Linked DNA regions of Macaca mulatta: all the other regions are linked to region 3. Evidence: chromatin contacts called from public Hi-C data. All regions are on one chromosome and are shown on one strand. Each heading gives the region's core, a stretch centred on a gene start, on an enhancer-like site or on the middle of the called end of the contact. The rest is flanking DNA. Distances are from core to core; before and after follow the strand shown. Region 1 overlaps LOC144334866 (a long non-coding RNA gene). Region 2 has its middle 490 kb from the start of GADD45G. Region 3 holds the start of GADD45G (growth arrest and DNA damage inducible gamma).

The links. A called contact is a pair of places that touch in the nucleus more often than the background predicts.
Region 1: a Hi-C map of blood shows a contact between it and region 3, with 6 times the contacts expected there. The contact joins the enhancer-like site here to the promoter of GADD45G in region 3. A contact is called at or near these places in 4 of 14 Hi-C or Micro-C datasets (CD4 T cells, blood, cortical neurons and 1 more).
Region 2: a Hi-C map of fetal cortex germinal zone shows a contact between it and region 3, with 5 times the contacts expected there. The contact joins the enhancer-like site here to the promoter of GADD45G in region 3. A contact is called at or near these places in 11 of 14 Hi-C or Micro-C datasets (CD4 T cells, blood, cortical neurons and 7 more).

The regions. Positions count from the first base shown.
Region 1 is chr15:120,643,301-120,647,227 of T2T-MMU8v2.0, reverse strand. It overlaps LOC144334866 (a long non-coding RNA gene), which reads right to left. Exons shown (of 3, transcript XR_013405130.1): 2 at 263-417. LOC144334865 (a long non-coding RNA gene) reads left to right here. Exons shown (of 2, transcript XR_013405129.1): 2 at 1,491-2,160. Among named protein-coding and RNA genes, the nearest start is that of GADD45G, 370 kb to the right of the region's middle. Within about 2 kb of position 1,642, at least 9 of the 40 cell types and tissues checked have an H3K27ac peak or open chromatin away from gene starts, as enhancers often do. A contact at or near this core is called in CD4 T cells, blood and fetal cortex germinal zone, where this site is marked.
Region 2 is chr15:120,757,140-120,761,435 of T2T-MMU8v2.0, reverse strand. No RefSeq gene overlaps it. Among named protein-coding and RNA genes, the nearest start is that of GADD45G, 490 kb to the right of the region's middle. Within about 2 kb of position 1,440, at least 7 of the 40 cell types and tissues checked have an H3K27ac peak or open chromatin away from gene starts, as enhancers often do. A contact at or near this core is called in fetal cortex germinal zone and fetal cortical plate, where this site is marked.
Region 3 is chr15:120,271,397-120,275,365 of T2T-MMU8v2.0, reverse strand. It overlaps GADD45G (growth arrest and DNA damage inducible gamma), which reads right to left and starts at 1,444. Exons shown (of 4, transcript NM_001193910.1): 1 at 1,288-1,444; 2 at 930-1,031; 3 at 583-796; 4 at 1-494. The coding sequence starts at 1,340. The coding sequence ends at 384.

The DNA of each region.
Region 1 (3,927 bases), core at 393-2,892, 370 kb before region 3:
AACTTCTAGTTTGTAGTGAAATGGTGGAGACAAAAACAATATATTACAGAGCTAGAAATAAAGGATCAAAGTGAAAGAGAAGAACAAAACAGCTGCTTTTGAAGGTCCCTAAAGCGAAAGAGAGGGGAGGAGAGGTGCCTGTGAAGGGACCTGAGTTCTCGGGAGAGTTCCTTCTGGTCTGTGTTTAGCTATGGCAGTTGCTGTTCCTACCGGGCAGAGAAGATAATGATGCAGAAGGGGCAGGAAGAGATGGAATCCAAACCTCAGGTGTTGGCACTCCTCTTGAATAGGGAGAGAAACACCCTCACTGCAGAGAGAGGAACAGCAGCTGGGATCGCCAGTGCAAGAGCCAGAAATGGGATCCTAAACCTCTCTGGCTGATTTTAGATGGCTGCAGAAGCGCAGAAGGTAGAAGTCCTAAGAGATAAAATTAACAACTTAAACGACCTTGAGCAACTTCGTTCCCTTCCAATCTCAAGTCTGTGTACTTTCAACATTACAATTTATGCAAATTGCCACTTTGTAAGGGAAATGATTATTTGGGAAAAGAAATAGTGTAGCATCCATGGTGACCTAATTGGTGTTTCTGAAATCCAAATAATTTAAGTTTTGCAAAACACTAGTGTGGTCAAAGAACAAATATGCACTGTAAAAAGCAGCAGATTTCACTTTAAATATGAAATATTAAAAGAAGAAATGAACAGCATTGCATCTGCCCGCCCTTTCTTTCCTTCTTTCTCTTTCTTTTTTCTTTCTTTTTTCTTTCGCTTTCTTTCTTTGTTTCTTTCTTTCTTTCTTTCTTTCTTTCTTTCTTTCTTTTCTTTCTTTCTTTCTTCTTTTTCTTTTTCCTTCCTTCCTTTCTTCCTTCCTTCCTTTTTCTTCCTTTCTTCATCTTTCATTTCATTTCTTTTTTTATTTAGAAAGCACGCATTGTTCCAAATTTTCCCTTGAAATCTATTCTCAGGTTTGCAGTTGACATGTACAGAAAAAGGAATTGATAACCTCATGAGAAAATGGAAAAAGAAAGCAGATGCTTATTAATGTCTCACAGCACTGCTGTCCCCAAATTAATTAGACCAGGAAGCTTGTAGGCTGACAGCTTATCTACCTTTTAATTCTGACTGGGGCAAGTCTGAAATTCCTTTGAGAGAACAGGAGCGAGGGTGCCACTGAATGTATTACAAATGACCTGCCGTTTGATGTGTGACCAAAATCACTGTCAATTTTTTACTCACCTTGGATGAATTGTATTGCAGACAAGACACATACATTTAATTGCCGGAAGTTTGGAATCTAGGGATAAATTTTCATGCATTCATTTGCCACGATTTTGAAAAACAAAAACAAAGCAAAAACTCTAGTCCAAAAAAACAGTTTAGAAACCAAAATGAATCACGTTTTCAGAAAACAGATCCACTGGATGGTAGAATTAAAGGTAATTTTAATTTGCTTCTTTATGCTTTTAATTATTATACGATTTTCTTTTTCAGCAAGTATTATTACTTCTATAATGGAAAGAAAGAAAAAGAAAGCAGCTACAGTAGCCACGTTCTGGATTGCCTTCCACTCAACCGACCCAGTCAGATGCCCCACTGGTCCTCTGAGAGGCTTGCACACCTGTGTTCCAGCCAGCAGGGGCGCTGTTTTCCTATCCTCGTAGAGCTGCAGAATGCTGACATGCATCTACTTTGCTGGACTCACAAGCAGGGACTTCAGCAGCTGAATGGTGCTTAGTGTGAAGGATATTAGCACAGAGGTGTGCAGTGGGCAGAAGGGCCCTTCACACGGCCAGAGCCTCCTGCCAGCTGAGGACACCAGATGAGTTGGTAAGAAAGCCCATGCCACATCTGAAGCCCTGATGGTGCCAGGATGATGTTCCCCAGGACTCGCCAGCTGCCCTTCCTACATCTGGCTGGAGCATAGCAAACACGTATCTGAACATATCCAGCTTACATGGGTGAAGGACTTGAAGGACTATGCTAACGGCATTCACGGTCTGGGTATATTTCCACATCAGTACCCAGGAAGCCCTCAGTTTAGGCTTCCCAAGAGCTGGTTGTGCTTTTGCTAAACCCACTTATGCTGCTTCTACTTGATATTTGTATTAATTCAGATAAGCCAATAATAGTGGTAATAAATACTAAATGAGTGCTTACTGCATGCAAGGCTAGCAAAATTCATTTAATGCTCATAACAATGTACGTACTATTATTGCTTTTTTTTCAGACGTAGCACATCTGAAAGTAACATTCCTAAATTCACATGGGGTGCCAGGCTCAGGGGTGCCAGGTTCAGAACCCAAGCAGTCTGGTTTGAGCTCCCCCCCAAAACACCAGGGAGAATGGAGTTAAAGCAGTTAGGCTGTGTTGCATTCTTCCTTCTATTAAGGGAGGGTGAAGGGATGGTCCTAGAGGAAATAAATTAAGGCATAATTCTGGGCTTTGGGGGAGAAAGACTAATAATATTTGCTTGGAGAATATCTATTTGTGGAATACATCAAGCAAGCTATACATGGCTTACAACTGCTTGTAAAATCAATTTACGTTCATTCAGCATGGCTCCTGGGCAGAGGTCACACAGGACTCTCCTCTAGAGAGTACCAGATGAACTCATAGCTTACGCTTCCCTCCGTTATGTACTACAATTGTTTTTGCATCACCTGCAGCTTCCTGTTAATTCTTTTAATCTTCTTACCATTCAGGTGAACAGTTCAGCAAATGTCTGCCTTCACTGCCTCCCTCCTTCCCACCCTGCTCTCTGCAAATCCTGTCCCCATCCCCCTAGTCCTTAGGTCCAAAGTCTGTTTTTAGGTCCGTGAATTTCTAAAAGTTCTGCTGGCACCTGGGCCTCTCCACAGGCTGCTTCTGTCCAAGATGGTGATGCTCTTGGCCTCTTGCCCCACACCAAAATTGGCAGATGTTCCAAAGTAACAAGCAGCCCATTAAAGCTCCTCTTCATGCCATGCACTCCTCTCTGATGTGGGCTCTGAGGAAGTGGCTCCTGTGAGCTGCCTCTATGGCTCTTCAGGGCATTTCAACAGCTTCTTACATTTTATCTGGCTTCTTCAGTGGCTCTAGGCAAGAACTTGGCCTGCTACAAACTAGTTCATCGCATTCAGAAGCAGTTCAACTCCTATATTTCAATTTGGAAAAACAAAAATAAAAAAGAAGTGACTTACCTACTATAGTACTTCTACATGTTTTAGGCTCCGCAAATGCGAATGCACTTCATTTTCAGTTTGATTTTTTTTGTTGTTGGTACAAGGTTATTGTTCTTGTTTTGAAAAACTCACATGATCTTATTGTCCCTAAAAATAGACAATTACTCTAAGGAGTCACGAATTGGTAGGGCTGGAAGGAAACTTGGGGAAATTTAATAAAATGTTCTCATTTTTAAGGTAAGAACTGATGGGCCTAAAAGACAGAAAACTGAAGCATGATAAAACCTCAAATGTTTCTTCTGCTTCTCTAGCTTTCAAGTTCTTTTCTCTCTCTTCATGTCTTATGACTTCAAATATTTGAAAAAAATAGTTCATATGGGTCATGAATGAAGTCATCATGTGACTTAGCAAAATGGAGGGTGAAATACCAAATAGAATGTCCCCGTACCTCTGGGCTATTTTGCACACGCTGTTGTCCAGACATCCCTGGGATGGCCAAACAGAGTTGCCACTGAGCACCCCCACCTACAGGTATTTGTTTACACAAGAGATCTTCTAACCTATAAGTTTAAAGAAAATCAAAGGTGCTAAAGGCAGCCAGCATTCTGTAGCTCTTGGACTTGGAAGCAGGACGGGGGGCCCAAGGCCACAAAAACGTGTTGTGTGCGCTGGGCCCACCTAAGCCCCTGTGCTGGGGAATATGGCAAAGTGTTCTAGACTAGACTAAAAGAAACAAGAAAGAAAGGCACCATCTTCTTCTCCTCCCT
Region 2 (4,296 bases), core at 191-2,690, 490 kb before region 3:
GCTGGACACAAAACCAAGGCTTGAAAGAGGGAACCGCCTTACTCTGCAATGCTTCTTGGCTGCTCCCTAGTGAACCTGACCTTTTTCCTTACTTATTTGTGTCACAATCTATACATATCTGGTTTCCTCTTACTCCAGGGTCAGGCTGCAGGTGAGATGCCTTGGCTTGGACACATATAGATACACTGAACGCGTTTGTTAGACTCTAGACACTATTTATCACTAAAGATAACTTGTTCTCCCAGAAAGGCAGCTCTTGACTTCTCGTTGCCCTCTGAGGGGCTGCCAGGCATGCCAAGACATTCGGGTGTGCCGCCAGGGTTTCTTTTCAAGACAGACACCTGTCTACAGAACTGTGGTTACTCAACTTCTCCATCCCGTCAGGAGCCAAAGAACAGTTCCCATAACTTCAAGTTCAGGAGACCAACAAGGCATCTAGACTTCTGGAAAAACTACCTGGGTATGCATCGCTGGAGGGATTCGCATCTCCTCCAAGTGCTATCTTCAGCCATACAACTCTCAGGCGCAGACCATGCCGTCTTCCCTGCTCAACCAGGGAAAAGCAATCGTCTGGAAGGCACTGGACCTGCTTGGAGCCATGGTTGATATAAAATGAGGTGCAGGAGAATTTCTCTCCTCTGAGGTGTCTTTCCTGGGGTGTAGGTAACTGTGTGGCCCCAGTGCACACACAGGCCAGTTTGTAAACCGTGTGAGCTCCTTTGAACTAATCACACTGAACTTGTTTGCATGTTGAACAGAAAAAGATAGTTTTCTTCCCCTCTTGTTCAGTTTTTTTCCTACACATTCAAACAATAATAATATATTAATAATAATGGTGTTTGTGTGACCTAACTCCAGCAAACAAACTCAAGCAAAGGGCAGGAAGGTGGACAGGTGTACCCCAAGCTCGCCGGCCGAGCAACTGCTGCCTTCCCCAGGGCTGCTCCAGGACGTCCTCTGACTCAGCGAGGTGGCAGCGTCCTGAGTCACAGCCCCCCTGGGGAGCTCGCACCTATCCAAGGTTTGGAGGGCATCTGCAGGTTTGACTTTTTCGGAGACATCCCTGTTCAATGTTAAACAGGCTCCACATAAGAAAACCAACAGTGTGCAGAATGTAGTCCTCACTGTCAGTAATAATTGCTACCAAAACAGAGAGAGGTGTCAGTGCCAAATTTCCTGAGAGTTTACTAAGATCAGAATTGTCTTTGTGCAACACTTCTCTGCGAGTGTCCACAGGCAGTGGGACAGAGCTGGGGAGGAAGACCTCGGGGCAGGTGCTGGGTAGCACCTGTCAGACTTGTGTCTCAGCGGCGACAGAGCGGCAGCCGGCGCGGTTTACTGTCGCGGGCAGAGAGGAGCTGTTCACGGCTGCTAGCTTAGTAATTTGTAGATAATGAGCTCCTGGTAGAAGCCTGTGGGTTTCAGAGCATATGCTCCAACAGATGGGCTGGCCTTGGCAAGGGTGGGGGTGCACTTGGACCTGTCAATCACTGACTTCCAGCTTCTGGGAGGGAACAAGCCCGGGAGAAGGCAAGGTTAGCTGCAGAAGCACAGTTCCACACAGGTTGGCCATGGCCCACAGTGATCCCCTAACCTTGCAGGAGCTCCTGGAGCCCCAGGCTCGGCTTCAGATCAGTCTCAAGTCATTTCATGAGGGGAAAACTCTCCACTAGATCGATGGTTCTCCAAGTGGGTCCCCAGATGGGGAGCAGCCCCAGGAAACTTGTCAGATATGTGAATTCTAGCCACTCCATGCCTGGTGGGTGGGCAACTCGGGTAGGTCCCTCAATCTGTGTTGGAGCAAACCTCTCAGAGGATTCCCAGACAAGCTGAGGTTTCAGAAACACCGAACAAGTTCATTATCCACATAAGGACCAGAAGCGTGTGATTTCCTCCTTTCCACCGTGATTTCTTAGGCCCAGTGTATTGTTGGACACAAAAAGTGATCCAAGTGGAATTTTTGGAGGGGCTGTGGGAGGAAAGGGACTCTGCAAATCATTTCAGCTTCACTCCTCAACCTTGTTTCAGATTGAAACATTGTACTAAATTCCAGAAAGAGAACATCTGGTGATGAAGGTTATTTTCCACACTCAGGAGCAGGACCAGCACCTGCCCCTGCGAGACTCCTGGAAGAGCAGATTCTGGAGAGAAATAAAGGACTAACTTCAGCTCAGTCTTGAATTTGGGAATATTCCTTTTATTAATAAAACAAGATTAAACCTACAGTGCTATGGATCTTGCTAATTAGAAAAGGGGAGCAAAGGAAAACACACACACACAGAGAGACAGAAAACAAACCAAAAAACCCAAATAGTTACTGAAGAAATCGTTGCAGAATCAGTGCTCCAGGTTGGATTGGTGAGAATTTCATCACCAACCCTGCAGCATCGGAGTCCTGCAGAGGCTGTTGCGGAGGCTGCAGGCCATTCTCAGGCACAGGCTTTGGTTTAGCTCTGGGAATGCAGCATGTCCCCATTAGCTGGACAGAAAACCAAGGCTTGAAAGAGGGGAACGCCTTGTTCTGCAATGCTTCTTGGCTGCTTCCAAGTGAACCTGGCCTTTTCCCTTACTTATGTCAGGGTCTAGTGGAGACCCTGAGCCAACCCAGCATCAGGAAGCTCGTGCTACCCGCCCCCCTGCCGCACGACCCCACCCCAAGCAGGGGACATGCCCACTGCCTTGGAAGTCGAGAGGGGGACAAGAATGACATGGCGCTGTACGCCAAATTGGCTTTTATTAGGTGAAGTGTTTCTCCAAGTCACTTACACTGACTGAGCTTTTAGTTTCTTCATCTGTAAAATGGAGCTATTAATACCGCTTTCAAATACATTTTGCAGGTGTTAAATGAGACGTGCTGCAGGTAGCATCTGGCCCAGGCTGATGCTGCAGTTTTGAGAATGTGGGTTGCCACCCATTAGTCGAAAGGAAAATCAATCCAGTAAGTGATGGTTCGAATTGATTTGTTGTTGTTGATTCTAAATGATTTACTGGAGGTTTGTATTTAAATCTTCTGAGTCATATTTGATGTTAACTTTGTTATAGTTTTTCTTTATCATACATAGTGAGGGTAAGCTTTTCACGACACTTTTGTTTCTGTTGTATCTCAGACACAAATGTATTTCTTACTTGGGGTTGTAGACCCAAAAAATGGAAAAATATTGTATTAGGTGGACAATAAATATCTGTCTCTTTCCTCCTTCCTTCTTCGTCCTTTCATCTGTCCCTTAGAAAGTCAGGGCGGCCACCTCTGTCCCTCTGGCATCAGTGTTAATGGTGGATACAGTGAAACGGAGGGAGGAGTCATCTGTGTTGGGTCAGGGTATAGATCATTACCTTAGCATGTGGCGTGGCTGCTTCTCAGCTCTATGGAAGGGAAGTGGTGGGCCAGCATACCACATGTACTCAAGCAGCCCCTGAAGGGCCAGTGGGACCACAGGAGGCCCCAGAGCGAGGAACTGGGAGTGCTAGTGGACTGCTCATGGATAAAGAAGAGGCACTGGGTTACCCACCTTACTTACTTTCTTGCCATAATGTTCTATCATGCAGGTAGTTAGAAAAGAGTCCAAAACTCAGAAGACATCAGGAAGTAGTGCTGTGTGAGTGTGTGTGTGTGTGTGTGTGTGAGAGAGAGAGAGAGAGAGACATGTGAGAGGTGTGAGTGTATGAAGGCGGCCAGGGAATTCTTAGCTAGAACTGCATGGGGAATTGTCAACTAGCGCTGCATCACCTGTCTTAATATTTGAAGAAAAAGCGAATATGAGTGACCTGAACAGACCAAAATGGGAATGAATGGCTGGGTGATAGCCTGAGATGAAGGGTCACTGGGCTGCAGGGAGAAGAGCCCATCTAATTAACTGAAGACCCTCTGTTGCCAACACTGTCAGAAATAGTGACTGCTCCGGGTGGTGGCTTCAGTCCCTCCCCCACCCCAGCCCCGCACAGCTGGGGACGCAGGCCCAGCTGTCACAGCACACTGGCCCTCATTCCACTGAACAATGACCTTGACTCCTGGGAGCAGGAGCCACAAAGATTAATACATGTCCCCCCCCTCCTCTTGGTGGGCCGGCAGCCATCCAGCACGGACATACTGCAGGAGCTGCCACTCCCTCCTCGTCACTTCCCGGGAGGTCATCCCTCTCCCGGTGATACGGTGGAGTCAGTTGGGCCTGGAGCCATGAACAGACCATGGTCATTTAGGCAGAAGCTCCCTCCCTGCTCCTCCGCTGCTGGTCCATGGTGCAACTTCCCAGGCCTTACTCCTGAGAACTAGGACCATCTCTCTGGCCTGAGATGCTG
Region 3 (3,969 bases), core at 195-2,694:
CGCAGTTGGCTAAGTCCTTCACGCTCCTGCAACTGTACCAAGTCCAGGGCGCCGCTCCTTCCTGCCGAGCGCAGGCTGCTGAGTCACGCCTGCCCGGCCAGTCTGTCCTTCCTGGCCCTGAGGCCAACGTCCTAGCCTAGGCCTTCCTGGGCGAGCAGCCGCTCCAGACACTTGCAGAGTCCTCAGCTCGGGCCAGCCTGGCCCTGCCGCCGCCGGGCCCCTCCTCGAGAGGCCGCGCCTCCTCACTCTCCAGGCGCCCCCCCCGCCTGCCAGTCTCCACGCCGCACTCGGGCACCCTCGGAGGGCCCCTCCACAGAGCCAGCCGCGCTCTAGGCGCCCCGGGGCGTCACCACGTCGATCAGACCAAGGTCCCCGCCGGGCTGTCACTCGGGGAGGGTGATGCTGGGCACCCAGTCGTTAACGCTGCGGCTCTCCTCGCAAAACAGGCTGAGCTTCTCCAAGGCGGGATCCTTCCAGGCGTCCTCGTTGGGGTTCTGCTGAGAAAGAGCAGGGTCAGCCTGGCTGGCCGCGGGCCGAGGCGGGAACTACACCGGGGCGGGGACCGGACGGGGCTGTACTCACCGAAATGAGGATGCAGTGCAGGTCGCCCGGCGCGCCCGCCTCCTCGCCGGCGCCCACGATAGCCGCCAGCCGCTGCACATCGCCCACGCGCACTATGTCGATGTCGTTCTCGCAGCAGAAAGCCTGGATCAGCGTAAAATGGATCTGCAGCGCGATGTCGCCCTCGTCCTCCTCATCGGCAGCCAGCACGCAGAAGGTCACATTGTCGGGGTCCCTGCGAGGGCAAGACGGGGACCAAGGTCAGAACCGGCAAACCAAGTTCTCCCGCAGCCACCCCTCCCATCCGCCGGTCTCTTCGCCATTCATCCCCGCCCCTGTCTCCCAGCCTGGGTCGCGTCTACACTTACACGTTCAGGACTTTGGCTGACTCGTAGACGCCGGCAGTGAGGCAGCCCTGACGCTGCGCGGACAGCAGCAACTCGTGCAGCGCTTTCCCGGCACCCTGCATCCTGCGGAGGAGCCAGCTAGTGAGCGGGAGACGGCCGTGGGGCGCGGTGGAGCCCCGAGCCCCGGCCACGGGGATTCACCCTTGGCTCTCCAACTCCAACCACACTCCAATCCCGGCTTGGCGCCCGCACCCCGGCTCTCCAACCCGGATCTGACGCCCGCACCCCCGGGCTCGGCTCCTATCCCGCGGATTCCCACCCTGGAGAACCCTGACGGTCGCCGACTGACCAGCCGCTTTCTCAGCGCCCTGAAACCCACCTGTCTGTGCTTTCCGGAACTGTGTCCTGGCCGCGGACTTCTTCCAGAGTCATAGTGCGATCAAACAACAGCAAGTTATCCACAAGCGGAGAGCGCGGAGGGGACGCGGGCGAACACCCTGAGACCAAGAGCTCAGCACGGCGCGCCCACCACCAGCGAGTGCGCCCGGGCTACGCTGCGCGTCCTTATATAGGCGGATGGGTGCGGCGCCGCCAGCTGGCGCGAGGCTGCCCGCCTATTGGCCGGCACCCGCTTTCTGATGTAAATGAGACCGCGAGCCCGCGGCTCGTGCCAGAAGGCCACGTGGGGAGGGGTGCGGGGGATGACAATGCCTCAAATCTGCCGCTTTTGTTGGGGTGTTACCAGGCAGACTGGAGCCTGCAGATTTCATCTCGCCTGGCTTTCTTTTTTTTTTTTTTTTTTTTTTTGAAGTCCTTAAAAGGAAAAAGTAAAAAAAAAAAAAGCCAATCCACAAAAACCTTGTTTGCTAATATGATGCTGCAATTTGCGAAAAGCACCTTTATAGAATCAAAAGGAATTTTATTTCCATTTTTTATTGCTACCTTTCTATTTGTTTCTTTTCTTTAATTTGAAGTTTATGAGACTGTTGCATTGGAGCAGGAAATTAAGGTAAAAACAGGTAACGCCAGTTAAAGGCTTGCAAAAGGCAGTGGGCACAGCCCCCTGCAGCTGACCACTAGCGTCCGGAGCGCGCTGGTAATGCCTGCCAGGCATACTCAATGTGTACATTGAGTAGTCGCTGGAAGATCCTACCCCACCTCCCCGCCCTTGGCCGAGAGCAGCGGGGCGCCGGAGAAGGGGGCGGGCAGGGGCGAGCAGATTGCGGCCGGCGCACGCCGCTCGTTTGCATTTCTATGGAGGGCGCACAATAGCAGAGGTCTGGCGTGTGGCGGTTTGCAGTAGGGACAATCGAGGCTTTCTCTTCATAGCAACACTGTCCACCTGCCGCCGGGTGGGGTGGGCAGGCCCCCGCCGCGCGTGGGGGTCGCCGGGCTGCCTGGCGCGTGGGGTCGAGGCTGAGTGCCACTCCGTGGTCCCTGAGTACGCGCCGCCTGTACTGGCCCTGCTACATGTAATTCCCTTCCACCCGTTCCTCGCACGGGTGCCGAGCAGCCGCGCGAGTTGGGAAGCACAGAGAGCTGCTGCGCAGTCTTCGCGACTGGACGCCCTCTGGCCGGGACCCCGCGGCTGCGGCCCTTGGAGCTTAGGGGATGTAGTTCGGAATCTGTTTCCCGGGGCGCCATCTACAGGCAGGTTAAAAAGATCCTGAATCCCTTTTCTCCTCCCCTCCCCCAACACACACACCCTTGCATTGGCCTGGTGCGGGGGAAGGGCGGTGGAGGGGGTCGGCCACGGAGCTGCCGGGCCGGGGCCACTGAGCCCTGTCCAAGCTGCGCATTAATAGGAACCCCAGTAAGGGCTGCAAAACGCATTCAGGTGGGGCTGCAGTTACCCTGGGGAGTAGAGGGCAAAAGGAGATTCCCATCCAGTACTGATGGAGTAAGAGCCCCTACGTCTTATGCCATGTTGAAATATTTTAATTACTTAAATACGCATATGTAAAAAGCCTTTTTTCCAGCAATAGAATAAAAGTCTGGATCTTGAGAGAGTTTAATAGGCTAGAGGTTGCTGCCGCTTGACCATACACGCTGGCACTTTCAGAGGATTCACCCACTGACCGCAGCACTTTTGGTGTCTGCGCCTTCTGTTCTACGTGGAAAGGCGCGCTGGGGACACCTCAGTGCTCCCCTTTTTTGGGTGAGGCCTTGGAGACTGGCCGGGACAGTGGCGGGCCGGGTGGATTGGATGGAAACCCGGGCCCTGCCGCAAGACTGGGGCGATAATGGGAAAGTAAACAACGCCGAAGCTTTCTTTGTTCCTTTCATTCAGGCTTTCTTCACGTGGGTGGTGAATGTACAAGGTACTTCTGAACTTGCTATGGGGAAGTTTTCATTCTGCGCTTACAGGCAGGCGCTTCTGCCAAAGTGAGAAGCTGGCGTCTTGCGCCCCCCAGCGGCTTCCCGGCAGAGGAGAGCTGCAAAAGCCCGGCCGATCCTGGATTCTAAGAATGAAGAACTTGCTCTCCTAGCATTTCTGAACTCCAGAGGTGTCTCCTAAGGACGTGGGCATAGGGGGAAGCGGGGCCAGGAGGCATTATGCCCCGTTTGTTCGCTAGTTTCTTTTCTTTCTTTCTTGGTGTATAAAATGATGATATGCCTTGATTGGATAAAATACGTTAATTTTAAGTGATTGGAACATAGGTATTACTCTTCTAAAACTATTAAACTTTTCTCTTCTTTTCTTTTCTTTTTTCTTTTCTTTTCTTTTCTAAGACGGAGTCTCGCTCTGTCGCCCAGGCAGAGTGCAGTGAGCCGATCTCAGCTCACTGCCACCTCCGCCTCCCGGGTTCAAGCGATTCTCCTGCCTCGACCTCCCGAGTAGCTGGGACTACAGGTGTGCCACCACGCCGGGTTAATTTTTGTATTTTTAGTAGAGACGGGGTTTCACCATGTTGGCCAGGCTGGTCTCAAACTCCTGACCTCGTCATCCACCCACCTCGGCCTCCCAAAGTGCTGGGATAACCGATATGAGCAACTGCACCCGGCCTACTATTAAACATTTTTTTAATGTATTAGTTACAGGTCTCCAGGAAATGCTGGA